2 separate regions of the Mus musculus genome follow, and region 2 is linked to region 1. The links are chromatin contacts, called in public Hi-C maps. All regions are on one chromosome and are shown on one strand. Each heading gives the region's core, a stretch centred on a gene start, on an enhancer-like site or on the middle of the called end of the contact. The rest is flanking DNA. Distances are from core to core; before and after follow the strand shown. Region 1 holds the start of Gdi2 (guanosine diphosphate (GDP) dissociation inhibitor 2). Region 2 holds the start of Idi1 (isopentenyl-diphosphate delta isomerase).

What was found. Hi-C and Micro-C count contacts between places; a contact is called where the count stands out from the background.
Region 2: a contact with region 1 is called in a Hi-C map of B cells, with 5 read pairs. The contact joins the promoter of Idi1 here to the promoter of Gdi2 in region 1. A contact is called at or near these places in 1 of 39 promoter capture datasets (pre-B cells) and 1 of 484 Hi-C or Micro-C datasets (B cells).

What each region holds. Positions count from the first base shown.
Region 1 is chr13:3,536,218-3,540,039 of GRCm38.p6, reverse strand. Gdi2 (guanosine diphosphate (GDP) dissociation inhibitor 2) reads right to left here and starts at 1,965. Exons shown (of 11, transcript NM_008112.4): 1 at 1,697-1,965. The coding sequence starts at 1,741.
Region 2 is chr13:8,884,186-8,887,874 of GRCm38.p6, reverse strand. Idi1 (isopentenyl-diphosphate delta isomerase) reads right to left here and starts at 2,269. Exons shown (of 5, transcript NM_145360.2): 1 at 1,879-2,269; 2 at 971-1,143; 3 at 298-390. The coding sequence starts at 2,015.

The DNA.
Region 1 (3,822 bases), core at 716-3,215:
ATGGCCTTGTAGGTGAGCAATGATGTCTATCTCCAGTCTACTCTCTGGGCAGTCACATGTTACTGAGCCTTGAGCAGAACATCTTGGCCTTGCCTTTCATCCCAACACCCAGAAGGCAGGGATAGGCAGAGCTCTGCATTCCTGGACAACCAGAGCTACAAGGTGAGAACTTGTCAGAATTCAATAATCTCTTCTAGCAATCATTCATCACTTCAAAGAGAAAAATAAGCTTTTCCTAAAAGTATTAAAAGAAAAAAAGTAGAATAAAAAATCTTGAAGGTTTTCTCTAAAACAGTTATTTCCGAGTATTTTATCTTAAAGATATTAATTTGATTCTAAGAAATGCCAATGCAAGCTGGGCGGTGGTGGAGGCAGAGACAGGCGAATTTCTGAGTTCGAGGCCAGCCTGGTCTACAAAGTGAGTTCCAGGACAGCCAGGGCTACTTAGAGAAACCCTGTCTCGAGGAAAAAAAAAAAAAAGAAAGAAAGAAATGCCAATGCATTTCAACAAAGTCGAAAGCCGTGGGGCTCTTATTAAATGACTTGGACATTTGATGGATAGACATATGGGATCCATACATCAATGTTCCAGATGAAGTAATTTACCCATAATTTCACATTCAATACCCCCCCCACACACACACACCGCAATTGATATTCAAAATGGTCGGTTCTCTTCCCAACTCCTTTTTGCAAAAGATCAGCCCTTTTGTCACAGTGGGGGGCCGGGGGGAAAGCACAAAGTATAAAAACCTGTCTATATTTTTCCCATATTTAAGCAGATAGATACTGACGAAAACGTACTGGAGCATTAGGGACCGCCTTACATTTACATACCAGTACATTCACACTGCGCATTTATTTTCTAACCTCCCAGAAGTGTAACAAGTACAGAGAACTTAGCCTCCCCCTTCTCAAGAAACTGTGGCGGCACGCAATAAACCAAACAAAAGGGAAGCACGGGCCGGACGTGAAAAGTATTTAACAGACAAGTTTTGAGAAAATTCATTTCCCATTTCAAGCGAGTGGATGAGAGGGCAGTGAAGCAATTAGAAAAAGGGTGTTTGTTTTTTTCCTAAAGAAACTCGTTTCATGATTTTCTCTAGAAACTTAAGTTGGCCAAACTCTAGGACAAATTATCGATCAGCGATCATCCTTCTGTTTGGCTTTCTGCGCCCTGAGACTAGCTGAGTAAGCTGCTGCTGCTGCTGCTGCTGCTGCTACTCGCCACTTACATAGGAAGTGCAGGCGCCAGCAGCGACTCCCTCCCGCTCGGTCCAGGGCTTGCCTGCTTCCAAGCGGGAGAGGTCATTCACCCAAAGGGGAAGTGCAAGGAGCACAAGCTGTTTTCCCGGTCCTCTTCCTTCCTGCAGGAGGACGAGGCTGTCTCTCTCCGGCTGCTGGGCGGTTCTGCCCTCAACTTCCCAATGGGCAGGCTTCCCACGGACACGTCCCGGCTTCCACATCCTGGTTTTCCCTAACACACTACCGACGCCTTCAAATCACTGCATCCCAACAAGCCACGACCTCCCTATCCCAGACTCAACGCGGGCGAGTGGGGACGGCCCCCAAGGGGGCGCAGACACCGGCAGTTCGGGCGCGGGCGAGGCTCGTGCACACCGATGGGACCCGCCCTCGCCCCCGGGCCCGGCGGAGGCCGGCCGGCCGCGTCTCCCCGCAGCCCGCCGCAGCTCACCGTCAGGCCGGTGCCCAGCACGATCACGTCGTATTCCTCATTCATGGCGGGGAAAGGAGCGCACGCGGGGGCTCGGAGGCCGCCGTAGAGAAGGGAGCGAGAAGTCCGGCCGCTCTGGGCCCCGGGGGTCGGGGGGAAAGGGAAAAAGCGAGGAGAGGAAAAACGGAGCTGAGGAGGAGGAGAGGCCGGCCGCCACCTCAACGGGAAGAGAAGAGCAGGGAGGGGAGGGAGGGGAGGCGGGGAGAGCGCGGGGTGAGGAGAGCGAGCTCCGGCGCCGGGGCGGGGCGTGCGAGAGGCCGACGGCGCCGTCAGTCAAGGGGATCCTGCTCTCTCATTGGTGAATTTCCTTAACCCCACCTCTCCCCCCCTCGTTCCCCTCTCGCGAGAGAAGGGCGGACTGCTGCCATCTTGGCTTCCGGTTTTGCGCTTTTTTTTTTTTTTTTTTTTTAAATTTCACCCGTCTTGTGCTCCTGTGGTATGGGCGGCGACATGCGAAGCTGAGGGTCTAGTTGAATAGGAGGAACAAGGCGGAAACTGCAGCTGGGCTACCACGTGCCTGACTCTCGCGCCAAGGTGTGAGATGGAGCACGGTTGTTTAGGCTTCGGGCCACGGAGCCCAAGCTCCGCCCTTGGGACTTTGAGAGGTGTACGTGCATCGCCCTGGCCGAGCGGGGCCAAGTCGTGAGGACGCCAGCCTCTCCGAAGGTTGGCAGCCTCGTTGCCTCTGCAGCTTGGCTCCTGGCCCTGCCCCTGCCCCTGCCCGCGCGGGGCTGGGAAGACCTCAGGATTCTGTGTGCCCTGCTTTAAACTTGTATGGTTCTGTTCGAACAAATAAATGTGTTCTAAACTGGTATCCATGCTTTAGGTAAAATGTGGTCCAGAATGGCTTTCCTATATAATGCTCCGCATTCTAGCTTGTGATGCAAAGCAGGTTATAAATTTAAGAGTTGATAACCCTGGTACCCAAGCAACTGGGCTTCAACTAGTCTCTCAGGCTGAAGGCTGCCAAAATGTGCTTATAAAGGCAAATGCTGAATTGCACTATATTTTGTATGTTTGCTGTGTTTCAGCCTCTACATGCAATTACCACACTAGAGGTGGGGCTTCTGAACCATCTTTGGTGTGCTGCCTGGTTCTGGATCCTGATCCTTGTTAAAACTTTGTTGAATCTAATTAATTTCAGAGTTGTTTTGTTTTGTTTGGACAACAGAATTGTCAGGGTGCAAAGTAGACCTTCCAGTAACCCTCAGGACCATTAAAGCAACATTTGCAGGCCCCTTGGACATCAAGCTCCACTGGCTTTGAACTAGCTGTGCTGTGCCTCGGCCCTTAGCACACACCTTTAATCTTGCTGGAATACAGGCACACCCTAAGTGCACACCTTTGATTCCAAAGGTAAAACTAGTTTATTAGAAGGAAGCACCCATGTTTAACAGTGATGTCTAATTGAGTGGCTTGACTGAATCAGAGAAAGGTTTGCCAGGTTATACCCAGCTCTCAAAAGAGAGAGGGAAGGGAAGCTATTTAAGAGGCAGTACAGAAGAGGAGGAGGAAGCAGTTTTACTGTGACAGTTATAAAGGGACAGGTTGCAGAGAGGACAAATTAGACACAAGTAAAGACAGAATGAGTCAAAGAAGAGGCGAAAAACCAAAACAGATTGCTATAGTTAAAGGTCAAGCAGAGCAATTCGGAAGAAGCAGAGAGGAGCCAGATTGAATCAGTCAGCTTGGAGAGGAGTTTGAACCAGAACAGCTGAGTTGAACCATCCAGCCAGAGTTCAGAAAGAACTAGAAAGGGTGAGTTTATTCAGCAGTAAGTCTCAGAGGCTGAAAACATTCTAGGGCTACATTAGATTGTATGGAGGCTGGAAGCTTCTGCGACTAGGCCTACATTGGCAGAAAGGAGCAGTAAGTCTCCCAGATGACAGTTACACAGGAGAATAAAAGTTGCATTAAGAAGCTGGGTGTGGTGGCGCACGCCTTTAATCCCAACACTTGGGAGGCAGAAGCAGGCAGATTTCTGAGTTTGAGGCCAGCCTGGTCTACAGAGTGAGTTCCAGGACAGCCAAGGCTACACAGAGAAACCCTGTCTTGAAAAAACAAACAAACAAAAAACAAGTTACATT
Region 2 (3,689 bases), core at 1,020-3,519, 5.3 Mb before region 1:
AAAGACCGAGGAAAAACTTTCCTAAGTAATCAGATAAATAGAATTTTAAGTTAATTATAACAGGTTTCCAGAAGTATTTTCTAAAAGACATTTATGGGTAAGTTTTAAAGCTTTCTTAATCAAGATCAAAACACAGAGATAATTCAGATTAGATTAGACTCAGTGGATAAGGTTACTTATTATAAAATACAAGTGAAGCCGTGTGCCTGGCTGATTCTTTTAGATGTTGGCTCAAAAAAGTTCAGTCGGATTAAATAGTTCCCAGCAAACTCTACCTTATTCATTAAGTATACCAACCTGGAAAGGTAATTTTAGCATCTGATCTCTGCTGTAACAGGAGCTTATTTTCAGTATTAAACAAGAAGACACTAAAAGCTCGATGTAATAATCCTAAAAGCAAAACAAATATGATTGGTCAGATTTTGCCAGCTATTTGTCTGGTTTTCCCTCCTGAAGTTGAGAATATGATTATTCTCAATCATATTTTGACAGTTCTGCTGCTTCCCAGTCTTCTAACATGAAGTTCTCTGTGGCTGAACCCAGACCATTTGGTATCCTGCTGTGTGTGTGTGTGTGTGTGTGTGTGTAGGATCATATTTTCCTTCAATACCTACTCCTCTCTCTAATCTTCTGAAAGACAGACTTGAGAACTATGATAATATCTATTCCTTCTTTATGATCCCCAAATAACTCTGAAGCCACTTAGTGGAGGGAAATATTACAGGAGAGGTAGAAAGGTAGATTTTACTTGTACACACCATTTAACTGGAATGAAAGGTAAGACAGCATTAAGAAATGAATCTCTCAGTACTTGGGGGGCAGATGTCTGTGACAACCAGCCAGTCAGAGCTATACACAGTGAGACCCTCTTCAAACCCCAGAAGAGAAAGCATTCCTTTCATCTCAGGATTTTTCTTAGCTAAATGTCCAGACAAGTCACTTTATAACAAAGAATACTTTAAGACAGTACCTTTGTCGATGTTTTCATTAAGGTGACAGTTTTTCTTGGTGTCAGCCCCAATTTTATTGTCATTTTCATCAATAAGAATACACATCTCCGCTAGAAGCTGAACCTGTTTTTCATCAAGATGGCTGGTATTTATTTCAGGCATTGTGACAGAATGTCTGATCTGACCTAGAACACTAACACAGAGAAAAGTCATTGTATTAGTTTGACATTCTAACACAAACACTGTTAGAAGTGAAAGTGGACTTCAATTACAACATTCATAAACTAATTTAAAATCCTCTCTAGGGCAGTTTTCAAATGTGAGCAATTTGTAAACTTTCTGAAATAACATCTTGAACTCCTAATGCCAGGATATAAAGAATGAACTTCAGAATCACAGGATAAAGTGATATTTTCTCACCCACTTAAAGATGTTTAAAGTACAAATGCACATCACCGAACTCAAGAAAAAGATCTAGACACATAACGAAGACGCGTTTCCATCTCTTTATAAACCCACGTGGACGTTTACCAACCACAACACCTGCAAAGCACTCTTAAACTAGAAGAAAGCTTAGGGGTAGACCTATTTATTCATTTTTGGAAGAAGACAAGTGAAGTACTCCATACTGGAGGGAAGAACAGATTTTTCTCAGGTCCCTTTTTATAACTCAACTCCCCAAGGGCTATGAACCATTACATTTCACGACTGCTGAATCGCTCGTCAGGGAGTTTCCATGGACAACCCTGAGAACCCGATGGGACTCAGTCGGCCACCCAACGCTTTCCAGGACCAGGCACCCAGCCCCGAACGTCAGAGGCCACCATGGCGAGTCAAGCTGGGAAACCGCATCACCTCAGCCTCATACAGCCACCCACCCTTCTTGGTCCCCTCTCGCCATCCTTCCCCAAATAGAAGGGAGGCTTACCAGAGATTCCGGCTGCAGGTGCTGAGAAGCTGTGCGGAGAGCTGTACTTCAATCCTCTCCGCAGCATGCTCCGCCTCCAGGCCCCGCCCTCTAACAGCATATCCAATCGCTCGCGCCAGTGTCCGTCCGCGCCACATGCCTCCAGCCAATTGCCAATCTAGCACAAGCCTGACGTCACGGCCGCGCCAGGTTAGCGCGCGGTGGCACCACTTGCCCTGCGTGTGGCTCTGAAAGAAGCGCTGGAGGTCTCCAGGAGTGATTGCGGCCCTGGGACCCGAGCGAGGGTGTTGGCGACTCCCAGTGGACAGCTGAGACGGCCCGCACGTCTAGCTGCTCCGCGGTGGGGAAGCTTCCTTTCTGGGGAGGCTTCTTGAGGAGGGTTCGACCTGTCGGTCGCCAGCCAATGGCACCTTGGACCATGCCCGGGCTCGCCAATCAGCTGGAGGCAAGGCTAGGGCGGGTCCCTGACTCTCCTTGAGTGTCTGTGCGTGATGATGTCAGATGCCTTGAGAAGCGCGCTCTGACAACTACAGTTTTCTCACTGGAATTCCTGTGGGTTGGTCTTGATGGAAATTAAGAAAATTCAAGAGATCATTGCTAATGGGTTAGTTTGGAAGCTTTACTCCTGCCTTCTCAACATGTTATTCCGGTCTGTTTCCAGTTAGAAGGTGCTGTAGATTTGCAGCAGCAATAATTCCCAAGGCGTTTTGCAATGTGGAGTAATTGTCCAGCAAAGTTAAATGAAGTAGAGGCCGATTGGGGAACCAGCGTTTGGACTGAATTAATTTGACAGTTGTTAAACCATCGTGTGACAGTCCATTCTTAATAAATTCAGCGACTCAAGTTACTATAAGATAGGAATTTTTCACTACAGATTATATGTGAAGCTTTTGTAAATTTGGTAGCACACGTCTTAAACCACAGCACTCAGGAGACAGAGGCAGGCGGATCTTTGAGTTTGAGGCCAACCTGGTCTACAAAATGAGTTCCATGGCAGCTGGGGCTACACAGAGAAACCCTGTCTGGAAAAACGAATTAATTATTACATATACAATTGGGGAAAAGTTTATGTCTCGAACAACCAAGTAAATAAAAGAACAAATAGGGGCTGGAGAGATAGCTCAGCAGTTGAGAGCACTGGCTGCTCTTCCAGAAGTCCTAATTTCAATTCCCAGAAACCACATAGTGGCTCACAACCATCTGTAATAGAATCTGATACCCTCTTCTTGTGTGTCTGAAGACAGTTACAGTGTACTCATACAGAAAATAAATATATCTTTAAAAAATAAATGAATAAATATAATAACAGTTATTATTAGTTACAGTAGTAATTATCATTATGATTTGGTGTAATTGTGAAAAAGTTAATTTAAGCTATTACCCCAGTCACGTTTATTATTTTTGTAGTATATATGTGTAGTGTATGCATTATGTGCAAGTGTGTGTTCAGGTACATAATGCCTTCCTCTGTTGCTTTTATTAACATTTTACTTTTACAATATTAACATTAATATTAATGTCAACACAATGCTCAGAGGCTAGTGGAGCTTAAAGGACAACTAAGAGAGTTCTCCCAGCAAGCTCAGGTCTTGAGGGTTGGGAGCAGGCGTCTTTACCCACTGAGCTACCTCACCAGCCCCTCCATCCCATCTTTTCATAGAGGGCATCTCACTGAATTAGAAGCTCATTGATTTAGCTAGATTTTTTTTTTAAAGATTTATTTATTTATTATATGTAAGTACACTGTAGCTGTCTTCAGACACTCCAGAAGAGGGAGTCAGATCTTGTTACAGATGGTTGTGAGCCACCAT